Linked DNA regions of Bombyx mori: region 2 is linked to region 1. The links are chromatin contacts, called in public Hi-C maps. All regions are on one chromosome and are shown on one strand. Each heading gives the region's core, a stretch centred on a gene start, on an enhancer-like site or on the middle of the called end of the contact. The rest is flanking DNA. Distances are from core to core; before and after follow the strand shown.

Region 1 (4,937 bases), core at 1,041-3,540:
AAAAAACAAGCAGCCATCAGCAAATATTTAAGACATAAATAAGTTGGAGTAGGAATAAAATATAACAAGTATTTAAAATATAAATTAGTTGGTGTAAGAATAAAATATTAAGATATTATTACTAGGGAACAGTGGTAGTAGCAGGTCATTGGCTTCAATTAGCCGAGGCAAGAAGTAGCTATTCAGAGTACATATGTACTAATTTATAAAATTCCTGATTAATAGCTTTCTATGCCATATAGATATTCTATGCCATACGCCATATATGCCATATCAACACGAAACGAAACTGAAGGAATTGTGATAAATTGAGATTTTTCTATTCACTTAACAACGCAAACAAACTCTTTGCCTTTTTAATATAGCCAGGTGTAATAGCTGAAGCCGGTGCGTCCTGTATCGTGCCAAATATCAATTTCACGAGCGATTTAGAGAGTATTTCAACAAATTAAGTGGACTGATATAAAATGTGACATTCGTTGACAGTGAAGTAGGGAGGATGTAATAGGGTTGGACCGGCCATTTTCACGAGAGAATATAGCATCAAAATGTCAGGTTACGAATCCAGATGAATAATTTTGCTCTGAGTAAATAATTTGTCATCGGCTCTTTTGTGGCAAGTTCATTTAAATAGACACAAGAACTTTAAGTTTAAAGTAGATTATAAGACTGCAGTAAATTTCTTTCTTAGACATGAGTCACAATACGCCAGAAAATATGTCTTCTAAGACATTTCTATCTATACTAATATTATAAAGCTGAAGAGATTGTTTGTTTGAACGCGCTAATCTAAGAAACTACTGGTCCGATTTTAAAAATTCCTTCAGTGTCCGATTTTAAAAATTCTTTCAGTGTTAGATAGCCCATTAATTGAGGAAGGCTATATAACATCATGGTAAGACCAAAACAAGTGAAGAACCAATAAAGAATGTTTCAAAATAAGGGTTTAAATAGCTCCTTAACATTCTTCAAAAATATTTTCACTTTTTACGTAAATGAAGTGGGGAGTAAAATTTAGCGTTATTCCAAAGTAACTATTCCACGCGGACGGAGTCGCGGGCAAAAGCTAGTATATCATAAAACAGTATTTTTATGACAAAAATAACATTTTATCACTATTGAGGGAAAAAAAGCAGATTCTATAATTACCTAGCAACTGGCTCCCTCAGCAGTGTTATGTAGAAGTACCTCCGGTGGACGGCTGAGCCCTCGTGTCGGTCCAGTTCTCCGCCTACGCACGCCGTCAGCTCCGTGAAATCAGCGTGAAGACCGCACCTGAAGACAAACAAGTTCATTAGTACTCGCACGAAGATAACGAGACATCATTTCTTTCGTCTTTTTATTTATTTATTTTTATTGCTTATATGGGTGGACGAGCTCACAGCCCACCTGGTGTTAAGTGGTTACTGGAGCCCATAGTCATCTACAACGTAAATGCGCCACCCACCTGAAGATATAAGTTCTAAGGTCTCAGTATAGTTACAACGGCTGCCCTACCTTTCAAACCGAAACGCATTACTGCTTCACGGCAGAAATAGGCAAGGCGGTGGTACCTACCCGCGCGGACTCACAAGAGGTTCTACCACCAGTAATTACGCAAATTATAATTTTGCGGATTTGATTTTTATTACACGATGTTATTCCTTCACCGTGGAAGTCAATCGTGAACGTTTGTTGAGTACGTATTTCATTAGAAAAATTGGTACCCGCCTAGGCGCCTGCGGGATTCGAACACCGGTGCATCGCTCAACACGAATGCACCGGACGTCTTATCCTTTTAGGCCACGACGACTTAGGCACGACTTAGACGTCTGTCAGGCACCATTCGGTAGATTCTACGAGCTTACTATTCCAATAATCTAACGAGTGCCTAAAGTGTAATTTAGCAAATCAATTTGTTTCAACGCATTTTTACTGTTGCATTCGACATTTTGAAATTTACAACAGAGTACACAAAACACAAATGTGTTTTATTTCACAGCTCAGACTCAAGAGACAAAATGCAGCACTAGAAAACCTGAAAATAGCTCGATCCCCGCAAAAGGTTTGTAGACCACCGCATTACATAAGAGGACGGTCGCCGTATATGGGTCACGGAGAATAGCTTTGTCCGCGCTTATAGGTATGCCATTTTGTTCCACAACTATCGATGTGCTGAACAAAATAACAAAAGTGGAAATCGTACGCCACATATTTCACGGTTGTAGAAAATAAATCCAAACAGCACGGCCGCGACACGTGGTACACGAACCGAGCCGAAAGACAACCAACCGACAAGCCAATCGAAGCGTGAACGCGCAGATATACAACGTACGTACCGCGGAACTAGCGTGCACTTTCGTTAGCCACATACATATTCATCGCTGTGTTCATTACACCGAATCAAATTAATTTATTGTTATGGATTTAATTATGTTATTTTGACTACATTCAATATAGGCATTTTTTTATTTTTTTTTATTAGGTTCACACAACTGGATAAAATCTGCACACTTAAACATTGAATTCATTTACATAAAATAATACATTATAAAAATTCACCCTTTTAGGTGTGAAAACATCTTGCTTAAGAACGTTTGTGCTTAAGATAAAAATATCGTTAACTAATATTAAATTAAGAGAAAGAAAACAAAAAAATGAAAAAACTGCATATAAAAAACTTACAATATCTGGTATCGCATACTGGTGGTAGGACCTCTTGTGAGTCAGCACAGGTAGGTACCACCACCCCGCCTATTTCTGCCGTGAAGCAGCAACGCGTTTCGATTTGAAGGGTGGGGCAGCCGTTGTAACTATATTAAGACCTTAGGACTCATATCTCAAGGTGGGTGGCGGCATTTACGTTGCAGATGTCTATGGGCTACGGTAACCACTTAACATCAGGTGGGCTGTGAGCTCGTCCAGCCATCTATGCAATACAAATAAATAAAAAATAATATATATTCACTACTGCACACGATGATCAGAACTCCTTTCATGTAACATGTCCTAAAAAACATATAATTAGCGTTACAACACATTCCATTGTAATCGCGAACTAAAACAATTACGTATAGATATTTTGTTTATTATAATTTCTGTCTGCTAGTTCCACTCCGTAATGTTTATCCGTAAAATCGATATTAATTATCGTTATAACGGGTTATTAGTATTTTATGATACGCACATGTAGAACTATAAACATAAACATACGTACATACATCGATGCCAATCCCATTATACTAATTACTTAACTGATGCATAACAAATCGATTATATGATCGAAGTAGGAAAACGTTCGGTATATTGGTATATTACAATCGATTCGGCGACGACACTATAAGTCTTCGAATCAAGATAATGTTTGTTTTATAGGTATTATATAATTTTTGTATATATAATTATAAAATAGGTATTATATAAGTTTTGTTTGCGGTAGACAGCGGCTTGGCTCTGCCCCTGGCATTGCTGAAGTCCATGGGCGACGGTAACCACTCACCATCAGGTGGGCCGTGTGCTCGTCTGTCTACAAGGGCAATAAAAAAAGTCAACGCGAACATTAAATAAAATGGCAGTCTAGGCCAGTCTATAGTATAACCATTTTCGGTAGGCTATATAAAGAATATAAATTCTTAGTAAAATATCTGACTCTTGTTATGACGAAGCGATGAGTCAAGGAAACATTGTACGGAGCTTTTTAAAAGTTTTAAAATTAGCATGTAGTTTGTCGGGACACTAGGGAAACTTTTCCATGGAAAATAGTAATGTATGAAGTCGTCGTGGCTTAAAGGACAGAACTCTCAGTGAAGGTGCTATTATCAAGCCATGTGAATAGTCACATCGCTTGATAATCGCATAGGCCGATGTTCGAACCGCAGGTAGGTTTAATTTTTTTTAAATGTAATACGTATTTGATTTGTATATGAAGAAACAAAATAATGTGTAAGGAAATAACCTGAAAAAATTATAAATAGTATAATTTCTGGGATTTGCCTATTTCTGCCGCGAAGTAATAATGCCTGCCGTTTACGGGGACCTTGAGCTCGCTGAAGCCCTCTGAGCGATAACAATAAATATAATAAAAACTTTGCAAGCGCGGTACCTATAGACAAACACAGGGGTTACAACACTTAATAGAAAAGTTCGCTCCGAGGAAAATAAATCATGAAATTATTTCAAGCAATAACCTCGAGGGAGTACGATATTAGAAAGACACAGAGAACTAAAGTATATCCGTTGATCCAGATCTTCGGGCTATTCACGTATTATTTGTAACTAGTGGTCCCGCAGTAGTCGAAATTCGACTATAATTAATTGGAATTATAAGTTTGTACACTATTATGATTCTATTTTATACTTCTATAATCACAAATTTCGCCAAGACTACACTATAAAAAATATTAACAAAGACAAATAATATTTAATTTCAGTGTATTTAATGTATTCTCAATTTTACAACAGACGTCAAGAACAAAAGTTTCACAGTAAAATAGTATGCATGCGTGTGTGCGTCAAATACATGGTCTGTAGTGTGTGTAATGTTTTCTTTATTGATTTAATGTATCTTTTATGCATTATTTTAAAAATATATTAGCATTGTGTACTTCTTCTCTATATTCTCTATAAGTGAGGAAAATTTCATACTCCTTCCTCCGTCTGCGCAATTTTCGCAAAAAGGGATACAAAGTTTTTGCTTCACGTATTAATATATAGGTAGATATTGTGACAAAATCTCATAATATCATCATTACGTTGAACTTGTAAACTGCGACATATGCAAGTGTCGAAAACCGGAATGACTCCGGGAAACATTTATTTTTTCATTCTGGCGTGAAGCCATATTCGATTCACTTTATCTATTTTTACAACCATAATTGTTTCGTGAGTTTGAAACGAAAACGTTAAAATTATTTGTCCACGTTCATGAACTTTCTCCTCTACAATTCCGTTGGGTATTA
Region 2 (4,977 bases), core at 1,984-4,483, 58 kb after region 1:
TTCAAATTTATTAAAATTTATTTTCTATTTTTTAGTTGGATTTTCTATAAAAGCGTATTTTGTTAGTTTTTTTTAAGCTCTTATTTGTTTGATGGAGAGATTGCTTGTTGTCTGAAGGTCTTTCCGACTTTACCAGAAAGTGTGGTAACAGACAGAATGCGACTAAATGCTTTCAGTCGAACTTATATAATATTATGTAAACTCATGAAAGTAGCATTGGCGAGATTCAGCTTCTTATCAAAAACTCTATTCTATAATGGCCGCCGCTACACTAAACACCACACGACGCGATTATAAAAAAAAAGATAAATAAGTTTTTTAAATCAATTGAATTTCTCTACCTATACAAAGTAGAAATGAGGTCATTGAGCGAAGACAACACTTTTAACCGATGACCCATACGTATGTGAAATATAATAATATAATAATATATCTATTTATTCAAATAACCAGGTTAATTATATTAGTACATTTCTTAAAGTAATGTTAGTTTAAAAAAAACAATTATGTATTATAGTTTTATAATTAAAATAAATAAATATGCAAATCATTTTTCCCACATTGAAACGGCGCAGCATAGATTCAAATATAATATACACAATCCAACCTACTATTGGGCATAATTTTCAATAGGGCTGTTTGAATCAAAGAAGTCAAGTACAAATTTATTTATTTCAAATTCAATGTCAGTTAACTCACTCTATCAAAGATTGCAAACGGAATCGGTCCTGAGAAGAAACCAAACTCGCCGTAACAGACTCAGCGAGCTGCCAAAACCACTTGACTTCTTCTTAAATCTACGAGCACGTTGTAATTAAATGCCGCTTAAGAACGAACTCCGTTCGAATTGCCGCCAACGCAATGTTTGTTTTAGTTCAAATTATGCAAATCAGATTGCGAATCCGTCAATATGTTATTCAAGTACACTATTTCCCAAAATTATTAAATTTGGAATTTTAACGTCTACAATTTTTTTTTATTGCCCTTTTAGGCTGACGAGCATACGGCCCACCTGATGGTGAGTGGTTACCATGGACTTGGACTTCAGCAATGCCAGGGGCAGAGCTAAGCCGCTGCCTAACTCCTGTACTCAGGAGAAGTAAACATAAGTAAAAAATGTTAGATAGAATAAGGGGAATTTTTAATTGGTCCTCTATTTAAAATTCAAGCAAACTAAATCTCCCGACTAATAATCCACTACATATCAGATAAATGACTGCATAACAAATTAACTATTTGATGACCTAAACATATTTTATTAAAAAAACTATAATTAATCAAAATTAGATGGTCTTTATTTATCTAATTAACAACGAAAACCTAGCTGAAACCACTAATATACAGATTTTAAGACAAAATTACTCGCCGTATAACAAAAATACTGATTTCCACACTAAATTAACCATCTTACAACGGAATTCTAAAACTGCATAACAATTAATGTATGTTTACATTATCAAATTACATTTTTTTTTATTGCTAGATGAGTAGACGAGCTCACAGCCCACCTGGTGTTAAGTGGTTACTGGAGCCCATAGACATTTACGACGTAAATGCGCCACCCACCTTGAGATATAAGTTCTAAGGTCTCAAGTATAGTTACATAGTTACATTCCACGAATTTACTACTAATGTGTTACAAAATATTATGAATAACAACATTTGTGTTGATGTACCCAAACACCTACAATACAAATTCCATTGTATAATATAATTTTCAAAGGCGGCACTTATCGACCCTGTTAATCAAATCCTTAACTGTGCGCAAAGCAATACGTCGCCCGAAGATATTCATGATTCAAGCCAACCTACAACACACCGTACATAATATCTGGCGCTTATTACACGCCCTAACACAAAGTTTCGAATTTCCTATGTTGACACGAGCAACATGACAAAAACCACAACGCGTCCTAATTGCTCACTTTGTGGAGGGATTACTACTCTCTTAATTATCCTTATGTTTATCTTAATGTTATTATCGGGCCTTTCTATTCCGTTTCGCGGAAACAGCCTACCCAGTTTTGAATATGGGTTAAGTAGGTATTTTACAAAACCTTCTAATAAAGTTTGTTTCGACTAAACAAATGAATTAATGGGATATTCGCATGCGTTGGTCCAAGAGTTTGAAGTTTTGGCTACGTCTTTGTGTGTTTTTAATTTCATCTAAAATCATTTCACATTTTTTTTGTTGTTGCTTAGATGGATGGACGAGCTCGCAGCTCACCTGGTGTTTACTGAAGCCCATAGACATCTATAACGTACGCCACCTACTACCATCACTACGTGCGCCACTCACCTTGAGATATAAAGCCTTCGTCAAACAGAACGCGTAATTAGCGCGCGTCAGAGTGCTAAACTAACGCCGCGCTATGACGCCGAGATGTGTTGTACTACTATAGTATATAACATACCGTCAAACAGAGCCCCAGCGCTATAAGTACGCAGCGCTTTGTCGCGGCGTTAGGACGCTTTGGCGTCAGGCGTTGTAATTTTTTACAAATTTTATTTTACCGTCCGAGTGAATGTGTATTAAAATACTAGATAATGCCCGAAAAAATGATATAAATAGTTAGAAAATACCCATACTTATACAATGCCACATCTGAATCACTCGATTTCTTAATACTTTTAAATTTTCACACTGCTATCGAGGGCACTATGATTTGGCGAATGCGTTGCGTCAAGGAGCGTTAGACTCATCTAGTCAATTTGTGTAACATGAAAAGAGCGCGACGTTAAGTAGGCGGCGCTAAGTACGCGTTCTGTTTGACGAAGGCTTAAGTTCTAAGGTCTCAGTATAGTTACAACGGCTGCCCCACCCTTCGAACTGAAACGCATTACTGCTTCACGGCAGAAATAGGCGAGGTGGTGGTACCTACGCCTGCGGACTCACAAGAGGTCCTACCATCAGTAAAAATTACAACCATCTCGGTTGTCATTCCCTATATTCCCTGAACGAATATTGAGTGCACAAATATGATTTCTTGTTTAACTTGAATAAACCTAAGTCAACTGATCACTAGATTGTCGTGAGTTATTGCGGTATTTATCCGTTAGGCATTTGGTCAGTGGGCCGGGCTGTAGGCGTTCCTGGCCAAGTGTTATCCTGTCTATTTATTACCGATTCAGTTAACGATCGATCCGACCCGACAGGCTCAAACACCACTCCATTACTGGGCATAGGCCGTGGACGCGTGCGGCGTGCGAAGAACCACAACTCCTTGTCTCACCAACGCTAAGCGATCGTATGCCCATAACGAGTACTGACACTTGAATTTCGAGTTACCTTGGCCCCGCCTGCAGGATTCTACGAACTGAATTAATTAAAAAAACTTGTGTGCGATGAAGAATGTCTTTTTAATTTATTGTTTCACTGAGAGAGTAAAATTCATAGAGCTAATCTACAATTTAAAGCAACAGAATCGCTTACATAATTTTAGTTATTACGCAGTTACTATATTACTAGAGGTCCCGCAGTAGTCGAAATTCGACTATAATTAATTAGAATTGTAAGTTTGTACACTATTATGATTGTATTTTATAGTTCTATAATCAGAAATTTCGCCAAGACTACACTATAAAAAACATTAACAAAGACAAACAATATTTAATCAATACTCAATTTGACAACAGACGTCAAGAACAAAATAAATAGTATGCATGCGTGTGTGCGTCAAAGACATGGTATGTAGTGTGTGTAATGTTTTCTTTATCGATTTAATGTATCTTTTATGTATTATTTTAAAAAAATATTAGCATTGTGCACTTCTTCTCTATATTCTGTATAAGTGTGGAAAATTTCATACTCCTCCGTCCACGCAATTTTCGTAAAAAGGGATACAAAGTTTTTGCTTCGCGTATTAATATATAGATTCTAAGTAATTCGTACTAGTAATGAATTTGACATGGCACCACCTACATTTAGAATTTATTTTAATAGCGCCGAGGTTTCCGATTTCCACCATCCGCCAACGATAGACGAACGCCACGGCATGTCTTTTCGCAATGAATGGGTATATTGACTTGTATAATTTATAACTAGTGAAACAGAAACACGTAGCATACTGATTAATGTTGAATATGTGATACACAGCCAAATTTTTGAAATGACTTGCAGATCACGTCTACAACGTGGAGGGTACAAGTACAGAAAACTTCGCTGAAGTGCCTACAACAACTTTACAAAAAAACAGATACATATTAACCTATCATTCAATCAGGAGGTATAGCTTTTTGGTTGAATATTACGCCATCCCATTGCTTTTGTACCTCTTTTAATGAATGTTGTATGGTTAGACTAGTATGGAAGGCAGCTAGTTTGGCGGTAGTCAGAGGAAGGAGGACGAAGAAATAGGAAGGAAAATAAGATGCAGGTACTACAATGAACAAATAATTAGGAAATAGGGAATTAGAAAAGTAACAAAAGGTCCTAAGCCAGATTGTCTATTTTTCTGTGAGATCTAAAAAGCTCAACTACACATTCCGAATAGATAGTACATCTATACAGTAATAAGTGAAGGTAGTCATCTCGATCGATAGGGGTGCGGAAATTTCTTACCTATGTCTATGGTACTAGTCTATGGTCTACTCAGTTAACATTATTTCATTCTTTATTGTATTAGTTCCTTTATTTAATTTTTATTTTATATTAGTAGTTGACAATTTTAATTTTAATAATTTTAATTCTCTTTCATTTGATTTTATTTTATTTTTATTTAAATATTATGTAAGTAATTGTATGACAAATTTTACGGGCTTAAGTTGCCTGAAATAAAAGCATTTTTATTTTTTTTAACCAATAACTGACATTTAATAGGTGAACGTTAATATCCTAATTATAGAAACTCGACACAAAGCCTCTTCGATAGTCAAATCATGACATGACATGACATGATGTAAAATTGGTTTAAAAAAGTACAACGGGATGTATTTTTGAAGAAAATAAAATTGAAAGTCTTTTTTTATAGATTTTTT

What was found. Hi-C and Micro-C count contacts between places; a contact is called where the count stands out from the background.
Region 2: a contact with region 1 is called in a Hi-C map of whole pupa, with 1.7 times the contacts expected there. The contact joins two enhancer-like sites. A contact is called at or near these places in 3 of 7 Hi-C or Micro-C datasets (midgut, posterior silk gland and whole pupa).

Annotation. Positions count from the first base shown.
Region 1 is chr15:12,097,876-12,102,812 of ASM3026992v2, forward strand. It overlaps LOC101737390 (heparan-sulfate 6-O-sulfotransferase 2), which reads right to left. Exons shown (of 9, transcript XM_004924553.5): 4 at 1,150-1,275. Among protein-coding and RNA genes, the nearest start is that of LOC134200260, 51 kb to the left of the region's middle. Within about 2 kb of position 2,291, at least 6 of the 8 cell types and tissues checked have open chromatin away from gene starts, as enhancers often do.
Region 2 is chr15:12,154,503-12,159,479 of ASM3026992v2, forward strand. All of the region lies in intron 1 of LOC101737390 (heparan-sulfate 6-O-sulfotransferase 2), which reads right to left. Among protein-coding and RNA genes, the nearest start is that of LOC101737390, 8.7 kb to the right of the region's middle. Within about 2 kb of position 3,234, at least 3 of the 8 cell types and tissues checked have open chromatin away from gene starts, as enhancers often do.